Regions from separate parts of the Anas platyrhynchos genome. Here region 1 is linked to region 2. A link is a contact called in public Hi-C data. All regions are on one chromosome and are shown on one strand. Each heading gives the region's core, a stretch centred on a gene start, on an enhancer-like site or on the middle of the called end of the contact. The rest is flanking DNA. Distances are from core to core; before and after follow the strand shown.

Region 1 (6,236 bases), core at 3,332-5,831, 39 kb before region 2:
AAATGGCATTTTACTGGAGCCTTTATTGTATTGTAGACTTGTTTTTGTTTCTCCGATTGAGAACTTTCCCTATTACTGGAGTTCTCGTGGTAACCTGTGCGGTCCCTTTCTTCCTTTTCTCTGCAGGAAGATGACATTTGGACGAGTCAGTGACCTGGGACAGTTTATCAGAGAATCTGAACCGGAGCCTGATGTCAAAAAATCAAAAGGTTTGCTTTCCTCTTTTAATTTCAATACACATATGCAAAACTATTCTCTTCTTCTCTTCAGTCAAGATAAGAAAGGTTCTTGTCTCTTTCAAGCTCTGTTTAAAGCCAAATAGAGATGTTTAGGGAATTGTCCTGTACTGAGGCAAAACCCATCTCTGGCCTGGTTCCCTAGCCAAATTGTGCTTTTCTGGTCCAGCTGGACTCCTGGGATCATGAGCAGCCTGTGGGGGTTGGAGCTGTCAGTGGAACCTGGCAGGGATGAAAGCTGCTAGCAGCTGAGCTGATGATCAAACCTTGAAAGATTTGGTCTCAAGATGAAAAAGAACTTCAGCTCTCCACATGCTTCCCACTCAGTTTGAGATCCGCTGTTAATGCAGCTTTTCAACTCTGCTTTCTGGTAAAAAGGAATGATTTGGACTCAGAGTCTAGTGAACCATGGCTCCCTGTAATCCCTTGTCTTTTATTCCTTTTCTGTGTTCTCTAACACCAGCAGTGCAAACCCTTCAGAAGGATAGAAGGAAATAGCTTTTGTAGAGATGTGCCACAGAGCTCGCTAATATACCTTGTTTGCTGTTTTTTTTTTAATCTCAACTAGGGTCCATGTTTTCACAAGCAATGAAGAAATGGGTTCAAGGAAACACAGATGAGGTGTGTACTCTTTTTTTCTTGTCCTTGTGACATACTTTACCATTCAGATTCTGAATAGGTCTGATACACCAAACAACTGTGACACTGTGATAAGTATCATCAAATTGCATGCACCAGTGAAACAATTTGGTTTTTTTGACAGTGCTGAATAGTTTAATAAAATAGTTAATTGTGTGCTTGCAGTCAAGGGGTTTCTTATTACAGTGTTTTAAGATAAATCCTCAAGTAAGTGTGGAGGTGCTGTTCTTTGGTTTTACCGTGAAGTGACCACTCTATGTGGGTTGCAGGCTGCATTTCTCCCCTCTGGAGTGGCTTGGACATGTTCCCAACGGATAAGTCTAAAAACCTTACCAAATGTTTTGGAAATTGCATCAAGCAGTAAATGTTCATGTTAATTGAAGTTAATGCTGTACTTGGAAACCAAGGTGCATTTACATCAAGGGAGGATATGCTTACTCCAAGTCACTGAGCTGTGAAAGCTAACTGCGTATCCAAGGTTGAGTACATGAACTATGTTGAGGGCACCACATTATTTTACGAACTTCAAACCATTTGTATTTGGGATGTTTTTGCTATGGCAGGCTCAAGAAGAGATGGCTTGGAGGATAGCAAAGATGATAGTCAATGATGTTATGCAGCAGGCACAATGTGAACAGCGTTCAGAGAAGATTACAAAGGTAAGAGGGTGGAAAAGCAGTGTGCCCTTATGTGGCTTGAGCCAGCGTGGGAGGAGCAGAGCTCTTGCTGTACCACCTGTGGTGCTTCTCCTGTGCAAATCTTGAAATTGTCTCTGTTCGAGTATTTACAATCTGCCTTATTAGGTAAGAAGGTGATATGTGCTGCAGGATCAGCATTGCAATTCCTTGTTTAAGTTCACGCTTATTAGCATTCTTTACCATGAAATAGTGTATTTGCCTAAATTACCACTAAAACTTATGTGTTGTCTTCTAAAAAAAAAGGAAAGTTCTGATGTACCAAACTTTTTGTGAAATAATGAAGACAGTAGTTTATCAAGTATAGAATCTGATACTCCTGGCTTTTGAGCATTTGGGCATCTGACTTTTTCATGTTACTTATTCTTAATTATTGAAAGTAACTGTGCCAAATCCTAGTGATTAGGCTTGAATGGACGGTCCATAGTTCTTGTGGGTTTTTTTTGGAATAGTTATATTTAAATGACTTATAATAATTGTACTTAATTCTATAATTCCAGTCTGACTGGATGACAAAGTCACTCAGCACAATATTTAGAAATGTCAAGTGGCTGCAGATGCTCTGGATTCAATTAAGCAAGCATAGTTACTGTAATTGGAAGATTGAGAGTAGCATTTCTTCTCTCCCAAACTCATAAGCATACCTGGCTTCAACACTTGTAAACACAAAATGTCTTTCTGTTGAGTGATTGATGTGTATGTTTTAGGGTAAGATGAACTCTAACCCTGTTCTTCCTTTTTCAGCTATGATTTTAGAAATGCCAGAACAGGAAATCTGGCTTTCTGCTTTGAGAATGAGTGAACTTTCCCTTTGGGTGGATTCTTTAACACAGCCAATAAAAACAAAGCACTGTTACTCCAACCGCTGATATCTCCCTCATTGATAAGGAAGAATTAAAAAGAAGCAATCCTGTACCTCCACTGTAGAGCGTGAAGAAACACTTTTTCCTGTTGTATGTGGCGTTCACAAGGATGGTTTTTAGAGAGGAAGACACCACTTATGAACGTGTCATTGAGTAACTGTGATCAACTTCACAAATACTTGACCCCGTCTCAAAAAGACTTTTAAGCAAAATATCTGGAATGGGACACAAGCCACAAAGAGGGGAAGGTTTTGCTGTAGTTTCTAGTTCTACCTGTAATTTTTAATTATATAACTGCAAATGCCACGGGATGTGTCCCTGACATTGGCCATTGGAGAAGCGAACCTGAAATGGTGAATTTATTGGCAGTGAATGACCTAAAAAGTTTTAAGTTTTATTTTTCCTTACTTGAAATAGATGAGCATTCACCTGTAAGATAAATGTATTTTACTTCATAACTCCATTAACTTTGAAGGCAGTGTAGAATGATCAGGAGCGAAGCCTGGACAGCGTAACTCTTCCTTGTCGAGCTCTTACACCTGCACACACTCATCCCCTGCTTCAGACACACAGCCCACTCGAGCAGACTTGAAAGCCAGTCTTGTGCTTGTGCAGCCCTCTGCTCCCGAGCGTTGGCTCTGAATGCAGCCTGTGCTTTGAGGAGATCGTAGCCAGTAGCCTGCTCCATCTTTTTTCTTTCCATCCCACAAGCAAGGAAAAAAGTAATTACTGCCATGTGCTGCTGCCATTCTCCATAACTTGTTGTCCTCAAACCAGCGTAGTATCTAATTCCAGAGGTTTGGTTTACAAAGAAAAATAATTTTTAATGACCTTCAGCCACCTTTTCCCTGATGTTGTCAACACTTGCAATTTGCAAAACCTTTAGTTTAAGTAAAAAAAAAAAAAAAAAGCCACGATGTGACACGGCACCTCTATTTTTCCCAGCAACTTGATTTTGCAGAGTATCAAAAACACTCTGTGTCACTGTTATGTTATCGCTGCATTTTTAGTATACAAAACTTCCATTTTGGTTTTTATTTAACTCTTATGATTGCTTTTTTTCCTTGAACTTGTGCAAAAAATCACTTTGCAAAGAAATCATCTCCAATGTTCAGAGTATCTTGATTGACTAGCAAGTGTTATACTGTTGCAATATTTGATTGTATAGAGACACTGTATTATCTATAAGAAAAAAAAAGCAAAAAAGGCTGTGTATAGGTTTTTGGTACTATGTACCACCTCTTATTTCTCTCATGCCCAAGTATTCGTGTACTTAAAGCATACTATATTTAATTGTGTTTTGATTTAAAATATATAAATATTAAAACTTGTGTCAATTTTCTGTTTTGATGGGATTTGAGTTTACATGTTTTTTAAAGGTGGGTCTTATGGGTTCATAAAAAAAACAAAAAACACCTGAAATGTTTGTCCTTGGTACATTTGCAAACGCTAATTAATCTTGTAATGGGATGACGTAGTATACTAAGAATCATTTCAATAAATTCTAGGGCTTGATCAGAAATACTTTTGGAACAAAAAGCAGGGAGAAATGGCTGGCAAGGTCCCATCTCACTCATGGGACCAGCCTGCTCCTCCAGGGTGCACAGACATGGCCTTGGGAGCTGTCACTGACTGGCTGAGCTCTTGCTTTGGGTAATTTCTCTAAGCTGTTTTGTTTGAATGGTGGCGAACTGGTAAGACAGTATTCTGTGGTTGGTTTGGTTTCCCTCTTCTGTGTGTAGGCAGTATTGAATTTTGATAGAGTGCTGGAGGCTACGGACACCTGATGCTTGCCATGCTTGTCACTGGTTTGTGCTGGGTGGGACAGGAGATGCTGTATTTCTTGCTGTGTTTTGCATAGCAGGGTTGAGTCTCTGTCCTTGGTGCGGAGCCCATGGAGCCAGTGTTTTTTTATGGCGGATAAAACACTCCACTCTGCAGCCCAGCCCTCCTACTAACACGGGCAAGGCACAGGCTGCAGAATTACTTTATTTTTGTACACGACAATGTAACAATCTAGGAGCCTCCTTACGCTTTTACAGCGTTACGTGTGAGAAAGGTATTAAAAAAGCATCTCGGTGGCCACTACCGGGAAAGCCATGACCGGCGGGGACCGAGTCCGTGCTCAGGGGGGTCTCGAACCTGCGTTTCCCCGAGCCCCCGCCGGCCGCCGGGGGGCAGCAGCGCCGCGCCCGGCTCCCCCCGGTCCCGCCCCGGCGGCGCGGCCGCTTCCGGCGCACGCGGGCAGCAGCGCGCACATGGCGGTGAGGGGGGCACCGGGGGGGGACGGGGCGCTCCGGGACCCCCTGGCTGCTGTGGGGGTCCCCCGTAGGGCCCCGTCCCTCGGAGGGGTGCTCGCTAAGGGGGGCCGCTACCGGCCCGGCGTGGGGCGTCTGGGCCCCGCCGTGCCCCCGGGCTGTGCTGCCGGGGTCCCGGTGCTGAGCCCGCTGTCCCGCAGGGCGCGGCGCCTCCCGAGGACGTGGAGCGGCTCCTGATCCAGTTCCGCGATGAATCCGGGGAGCCCCTGGGGTCCCCCTTCGATGTCCCGCTCCGCATCACGCCGGGAGAGCTGCAGCTGGTGTGCAACGCGCTGCTGCAGGAGGTGAGGCCGGGGGGCACCGGGCGTCCCGGCACCTGGGCTGCCCCGCGCTATCGCTCCTGCCCCTTCTCTTGCAGGACGAACCGGTGCCCTTGGCCTTCTTCTTCCGCGATGCCGAGATCGTGGTGTCGCTGGAGAAGACCTTGGCGGGGCAGGCGGTGGAGACAGAGAAGGTGCTGGACATCGTCTACCAGCCGCAGGCGGTGTTCAGGGTGCGGGCAGTGACCCGCTGCACCAGCTCCCTGGAGGGGCACACTGAGGCTGTCATCTCCGTCGCCTTCAGCCCCACGGGAAAGTACGAGGGGCTGGGTGCAGGCGGGGGGCTCGGGGCAAGGCAGGGTCACCGTGCTGAGCCTGGCTCTTTCTCCTGTCGCAGGTACCTGGCGAGTGGCTCTGGAGACACCACGGTCCGCTTCTGGGACCTCAGCACGGAGACGCCGCAGTTCACAGCCAAAGGTGGGTGTGGGGTGTGCCAGGGGGCGGCTCCTGAAGGCCCGCAGGGATCCTTCCCCCTGCCCAGGGGGACACAGAGCAGCCCTTGGGTGCTGTGCCAGCCACATGGCACCTTCCCTTGGAGGGGAGTTGCTCTCTTCCACTACTGAAGTGAAGAAAGGATGAGGAACATGCAGGATTTTCTTTTGTCCTGGGAGTGCTGCGTGCTGGGGCCAGGTCGGTGCAGCTCTCCGCTCACTCTTGCTCACGCTTTCTCTGCCAGGCCACCGACACTGGGTGCTCAGCATCGCCTGGTCTCCTGACGGCAAGAAGTTGGCCTCGGGCTGCAAGAACAGCCAGGTGGGTGCTGGCTCCGTGGTCCCGTGGTGCCCCAGCAGCTGGGCTGGGGGGAATCTGGGGGAGTGCAGAGTGGCCTTGCCCAGGAGACCCTGTGCAGCTCTGGTCTGAAGCAAAACGCAGCCTGCAAAGTGAGTGCCAGGGGCTTTAGGGGCGAAGACTTGTTTTCTTTGGCAGCTTGGGCAAGGCAAGTGTCCAGTCATTCGGAGCAGGATTTCCTGTGCCCTGAAAGAGCTCTGTGTGCGGATGCTTCATAGTGGCTGCGAGTAGTGGCTCTGAGCTGGCCTGTGCCTCAGCTGTGCCAGGCAGGGCTTTGTTTCTGTTGCAGCAGTCTCGCCGCCGAGCCCTGCTGTCTCGTGGCAGATGCTTTTGCCTCTGTACAGGAAAGAGTCCAGGATTTGGACATGGCCCTTGG
Region 2 (6,355 bases), core at 2,840-5,339:
ATGTATCTCAGTTCACCTTGGAACTAATTGCATCAGTTTGAGGTAGTTTTTGAAGGGAGACTCTTTGGTTTATATACATGTCCATCTGGGACATTTTCACCTGCAGTTTAGTGGCCAGATATGCCAAAGACACCAAGGTCACTTAAAGTCATGGAAAATACTGGATTTTGGCAGTAGAAGAAAAGAGAGTCGATTGTAAACAGCTGCTGATAAGAAGCCCAAGGATTCTCTCAATGAGAAAGTCACATCCAGACTAACTGAATTTTAAGTCCTTGTTATAGAGCTTTATATAAACAAGTGGAGGTAAAAACATACAACATGTTTAACATGAAACGTTAGGCATCAGACTGGGCTTATACAGCTGAAAGACTTGGATGTTGCACATTGCCATATTATATTTTCTAAACCTGAATTGCCACTAGAAAGCTAGTCATCTGACTTCTGTACAGTGCCACCAACTCGTGTTATATATTTGACTAAATTAGTACCTAGATCTCTGAAGCATTTCTGTCTTTCACGATTACAAATTTCCCAATGTTGATACATTGTACTCTTAAAAGTGGATTTAATCTCATAATTATAACGAGTATAGCAAAAAGAATAATGTTAAAGAAATACTTTCCCCGTTTTTGTTGTAGGTCACATTTGAGGTAATTTCATACACAAAACAGTTCGTAAAAAAACTTGTATAAATCTTGTATATATTCACAGAAGCTTGTCAGAAGCAATTATTTCTACAACAGTAATATAGAAGATTTTTTATTTTCTTAAGATTCTAGTTCATGATGTTGGTTTTCAATGTGTTCTTCTGCTTACTGTAGATGATATGCCATTGGGAGCAGCTGGCAGGCGGGCTTCAAGCGAGTTCTTGATGTGTGGAGGGTAGGTGTGCTGAGCTTTATCCAAAAGAAGTCTCATGTTCTAAAATTGATGCTATAGAAGAGGTGGTTGGTTTTTCTGGCAGTGATGGGTTTACACAGCTGTAAGTGAACTTTCTTAAAGGTTAATACGCCAAGTTGAATTTAATATGAATATATAAACAGCTTGAATTCAGAAAGTTTTGCTGCAAAGCAGGTAGTTTCTGATGTGAACTGTCTTCTGATAATGTTTCTTGTTCCTACAGGCAGTCACCATTAACTATTTCTGGAAGCTCAGGAACTGTACAGAAGCCATCCTCAGCCTCTTCTCGAAGTACTGCTTCTGGTACAACTAACAGGTGCATGATGAAGGCTTAGTATTTCCTCTCTTTAAAAAAAGTTCTCTGTTACTGTATGTTTTTTTTGTTCTGTTTTGTTTTAATTTTAGATTACTGCTGGAAACTGAACTGAAATAGAAGCTAGACCTGTTTTTTCTAGGCTCTCTGCACTTAATGCATTGCAATAGCTGATGGTTGCGTAGCTAACTTCTGGTTTGGATGCATCCCAAAAAGATTTCCTTAAGGAAAGACAGCATTCTTTTGTCTGCTTAAATTTTGAACTGTCTAAAGGCAGAAACTTCAGACACATAACTAACTTGACCTTCTTGTGTTATGAAGTACAGCGTGTTCTTTGTTTACTGAGTCAAGATGTTAAAAGCAGTTTACTTCTCACACAACTACGTCTTGAAAAGAGGGATTTAGAAAGCAGTTTGCTATGGATTTGTCTCAGGACTGGATTATCTTGCATCCAATAACTGGATGTGGCCTCTGTGCAAGCAATTATTGTGAATTTTGTGTTTGTGGTTCACAAGATACCCAAAGAAGCCCCATAGAAGTGTTGAACATTTATTGCAGCTTTTCAATCAGCAGGGCTATTAATAAGTCCCCTTTCTGCTACATCATTGTAGACAGTTTCTGCCAATTTGAAATTGAATTGATATTTGTCAGAAGTGCCTGACATCTTTCCTGTATTATACTGGAAAATGTAAATCTTATCAGGATGCTTAACTATTCATGTAACAGCTAAACAGAAGGGGTAGATTGGTCATTTGACCAAATAATGAATTTCATAAAGTTTTCAATACAAAATAGAAAGAGGACAAGTGGCTAAAAGGGGAATAATGCTATTATGTTGGGTGTATTTTTGGCTTATGCTAGTACTACAGGACTGCAAGTCAGCATTATTTGTTTAGAAATGCTTGTCACAAGAAAAGTTGGCTATTTTGTGCTGATCTTGTTGCAGTTTGCAAAATCTGCTGACATGGGCTATCAATAAAGCTGTAGTCTTAACTTTTGTGTTTAAGGGCAGCCAATTTGAATGGTTTGGTTGTAAAGATCCATTTGCTATGGATTGGCTGTATACAGAATATTATAAAATATGGTAATTTCCTATCTTATATCATCATGTGTCACAGTTTTTAGAGTTACAGGTTTTATGAAAATATGCCAGTTATGTTATCTATATGCTAGTAAGTTAAGAGCTAAATGTGTGATTAGAAACAGGTGCCTACTGTTCACACAGTCAGTTTGTACTGCAAAAGTTTGATGTAGCTATTGGTTGAGTAAATTTGGTGACTGGCTGACTGCTTTAGGTTATTGTCTCAAGGTAGCAGATAATCTACCAGATGCTGCTTTGTTTTTTTGGTTATTTGATGCTGAGAAGTGTTCTTTCATAGCGTGCGATTTATTTATTTATTTATTTATTTATTTATTTATTTTTACAAAATGTTGTTATGCCCTGTAATACAGTGTTGTTTTTTTTTCTGATTAGATGATAGAACTGCATGAATGGTACCCATAGTTACGCTGCTTTGTGGCAAGCAGAAGAAGCTGTGATGCTTCTCATGCTCCAGCCAGAACAGGCACAATAGGTGGAGGCGGTTCACTCTTCTGTGGTTAATTCCTAATTTTGTTCTCTAGATCCCACAGATACAAGATTTGCATGCAACTCTGCACACGTCTGTATTGCCTCTTTCTCTAACCAGTAGCAAACCACATCAGACTAGGGGATGCCTAACCAGAGCGTGGCTTTGGGCCTGAGCTGGGGAGCCCTGAAGAAGGCCAAGTGCTATACCACCATGCTAACACAGCACTTGCCTCACAAGGACCTACCTGTAAGGCTGTGTGACAACAGGGGAAGGCATGTTCCATGCTGGGTACTTTAAAAATTGAAGTGCCTTCATGGCCTCCTCAGCAGCACTGCTATGGTTTGGATTTCCCCTCTCCAGGTCAGACCAGGGAGCCTCCCTGTGCTGCCTCAGCTTGTTGTGGTATTCAGAGCAGGCTGCCTACTGCCTTTGTGTGGTTTCTACTTGTGAGACCTTCTCCTTGTGTGGAAGCTTTCAGGCTTTCCACTGCCTGTGTGGTCACAGCTGCAGATTTTTCCCATCTTCTGCCAGGCTGGTCACTGTGGCACAGCAGACTTAGGACTTCTGTCAGGCACAGCTGAGAAACTTAGTGAGTATGGGTTTAAATTCAGGGAAACTGATGAGGCTGTGGAAAAAGTGTTGGTACAGATCTATTGAGGCTTGTTCCAGCTGCTTTTCAAAATTACTCAGTAGTCTCTAGAACCTGGGTGGCAATAAAAGGACAAACCTGTTTTCTTTTGCTAAGGAAGGACCATGCATATTAGGAAGTAGTATTTCATTCTCAGAGGTTGCAAAGGGAATATGATAGAGTCAGAAACCAAGATTGCTGTTCAGCTGTATCCATGCAGTAAGTGGTGTAACTGCTTGTTTTCTAGAGCTTTTAAGTAGGAGTGGTAGGACTTCTTTCACATCTCCTCTGAGAATCTCTAATTTTTGCCTGTTTTCTGAAGAATTAATCAATAAGGGGCTTGATACTAAGCTGATTATATTCCCAAAAGTCATTTAGTTTGAAATTCTTTCGGTCTAATTCTTTTAAAAGTGTTGGTAACTGCTTATGCTGCGGTGGTTTGATTCCCTTATCAGGCAGTACACTGAGATAAACCGGGTCACTGACACTTGGTTGAACTTGAGCAATGCTAATCTGCAGTTTGCGTCTGTGGATTAATGTTCAGGTGTGTGGTTTTGGTCATTTTGTCAAGGGTTGGTTACATAACATGTTTTCCTTTTGCAAGTTCACTGTGTCTCATGGGATATCTCTGTGCTTTAGTGGCTTTTGTACACATTCCAGCCCTGCTGCTGAACTTCCTGTTCTTAGCACAGTGGGTTTTCCTAGAACGCTATTTTGAAGTGTGGTAAACAGAGCGGGCTGATTGGCAGGAAGTCGGAGGGATCTGTAGATCGCTGTGATGCATGACGAAATGCTTCAGCTAGTACTGCACTCTCAGCTCGATCTGGTACTAGCCAGTATAAGAAAGGTAGGTAGTAACGAACAGTTCTTTGTCTTTCTCTGTGAAGTGTCAGAGCTAGATTAGGACAAGCTAAGATCACACTGCACGTGGGGAGTTTAGAATCAGTTTGTCAGTTTCACAGATTTTATTTAACTTCTGAGAATGGTACAATTTAGAGAGAGACCTGTCTACCTCTGTTTATCTCCTCTCTCCATATCTTCCTACTTCAGGCATTGTCAGCCTTCAGTATCCCCCCGCAGTGAAACAGCACCTATCCCAGTTCCCACTCAGCTCCGGAATTACCAGCGTATAGAACAGAACCTCTCCTCTACTGCCAGTCCTGTATCAAACCCCCACGGATCACCAAGGTGAGTATTCTAATTCCTTTTTCTTGGTTCTAGTTTGTATTTGCACCTTCACAGATGTCCATATTGATGTCATTTTTTTCTGCACAAGACCATACTAAAGAGGCGTTTTAATGATAACAAGTAATAGTCCTTCACATTCTCAAGGTTGTTGAATGGACAGTTGAAATTTTTCACTAAAACAAAATGAGCTTGTTTGTTTAGGCAATTGCATCCAAAGAAAGTAAGAAGATGAAGTCTTGCTTTTTTCCCTCCTTTGTGTATTATGCAGCATTACATCATAAACTAGAAAGTAATAAATTTTGTTTTCATACATACAGTGATGAATGCGTTGTTCTATAGAATATCAAGGAAACACTTTTTGGCATACTAGTTAACCAGCTTGTCTTAATACAAGGCTCTAGTGTGCTAGACTTATTCTATGCCTTGTGATCTACAAGATAGGGATGGTGAAGGACAAAAGACTCAAACTCTTGAGATCTCTGGAGGTCTGTACGAAAAAAAAAACCAACATGGTTCCTTGCTTTTTGTTCAAGATCTTTGATTTTACAGTTGTTCCTACACTTGAGGGCATGCCTTTCCCTAAAATAATGTGTTCTCAGTAGTTGAACTTCATACCAGGTCCAATACTTAAAACTTTGTCCTAATCTTTTTTGTAGGTTCCTTCTTTTTCCAACCATAAAAGTGAACATTTGTGATAATACATTTCACTCAGTTGTAAAATTCAAAATTAAATGGCTAGTTGTCTGAATATCAGTAATCCATGTACTAAGGGATATATCTGTTTTAAATTTCTCCAGTTAACAGACTGCTATGGCTTTGAAAGTTATAATCATAGTGGGAACAAAGGGAATTCTATTTGTCTTGTTTTCTCACTGGAAGGCTTAGCTTAAGTTATTACATTAGTAAGCTTCAGCTTTGTGGCTTTCTCTCTAAATATCTTTTTTTTTTTTTTTTTTAAATTGATCATTATACTCCTTAGTGGATTGTGAACCTCATCTTAAGGATCCACAGTTGCTATAGCATGTATAACCATTCTTTTCATCTTGTTAGAGCTGGGGTTGTGAGACGCTCAAATACTAGTCCAATGGGCTTCATGAAGATGGGTTCCTGTTCTCCAGTACCAGCTGACACTGCGCAGGGTGTTGGGCGCCGCTTATCCACAGGATCTTCAAGACCATATTCTCCCTCACCGCTAGGTAAGCCCATAAATTCTTGGGAAGGTTTATCTGGAACAGTTATTCAGAAGACTAATTCTTGCCTGAAGTTGCCTTAAACTGAAATCTGCTCAACTAGATCATGGTTTCACCGGTGCTGCATACAAGAGGACGATCACTCTTCTCTAGCTCTGCTGGCTGCACTTCCCTAGTCCTGTCATTGGCCTTCTTGGCCACCTGGACACGCTGCTGGCTCGTGTTCAGCTGGCTGTTGATCGACACCCACAGGTCCTTTTCTGCTGGGCAGCTTTCCAGCCACTCCTCCTCAAGCCAATACCACTGCATTGGGTTGTTATGACCCAAATGCAAGACCTGACACCCTTGTTGAATGTCACACGATTGGACTCAGCTCATTGATCTAACTTATCCAGATCCCTCTGCAATGCTTTTCTTATACTCAAGCAGTCACGTTTACAGCAATCCATTTCTGTTAAAATGTCTGGTATAAGTAAGATAAACAGGTTTTATTTTCCTTCACCTTCATTTGTGGATGAAGTACTAAGCATAAATTCACATTTTGATTTTATTTGCTTAGTTGGAA

The links. A called contact is a pair of places that touch in the nucleus more often than the background predicts.
Region 1: a contact with region 2 is called in a Hi-C map of skeletal muscle, with 2.6 times the contacts expected there. The contact joins the promoter of NLE1 here to the enhancer-like site in region 2. A contact is called at or near these places in 2 of 8 Hi-C or Micro-C datasets (both in skeletal muscle).

Annotation. Positions count from the first base shown.
Region 1 is chr20:3,842,078-3,848,313 of IASCAAS_PekinDuck_T2T, reverse strand. NLE1 (notchless homolog 1) reads left to right here and starts at 4,581. Exons shown (of 13, transcript XM_027472682.3): 1 at 4,581-4,697; 2 at 4,892-5,035; 3 at 5,110-5,327; 4 at 5,409-5,488; 5 at 5,748-5,824. The coding sequence starts at 4,692. It overlaps AKAP10 (A-kinase anchoring protein 10), which reads left to right. Exons shown (of 14, transcript XM_027472678.3): 11 at 127-209; 12 at 805-857; 13 at 1,439-1,534; 14 at 2,315-3,764. The coding sequence ends at 2,320.
Region 2 is chr20:3,802,190-3,808,544 of IASCAAS_PekinDuck_T2T, reverse strand. ULK2 (unc-51 like autophagy activating kinase 2) reads left to right here. Exons shown (of 28, transcript XM_027472676.3): 14 at 822-882; 15 at 1,124-1,216; 16 at 4,463-4,600; 17 at 5,651-5,796; 18 at 6,350-6,355. Among named protein-coding and RNA genes, the nearest start is that of ULK2, 25 kb to the left of the region's middle. Within about 2 kb of position 4,089, at least 6 of the 8 cell types and tissues checked have an H3K27ac peak or open chromatin away from gene starts, as enhancers often do.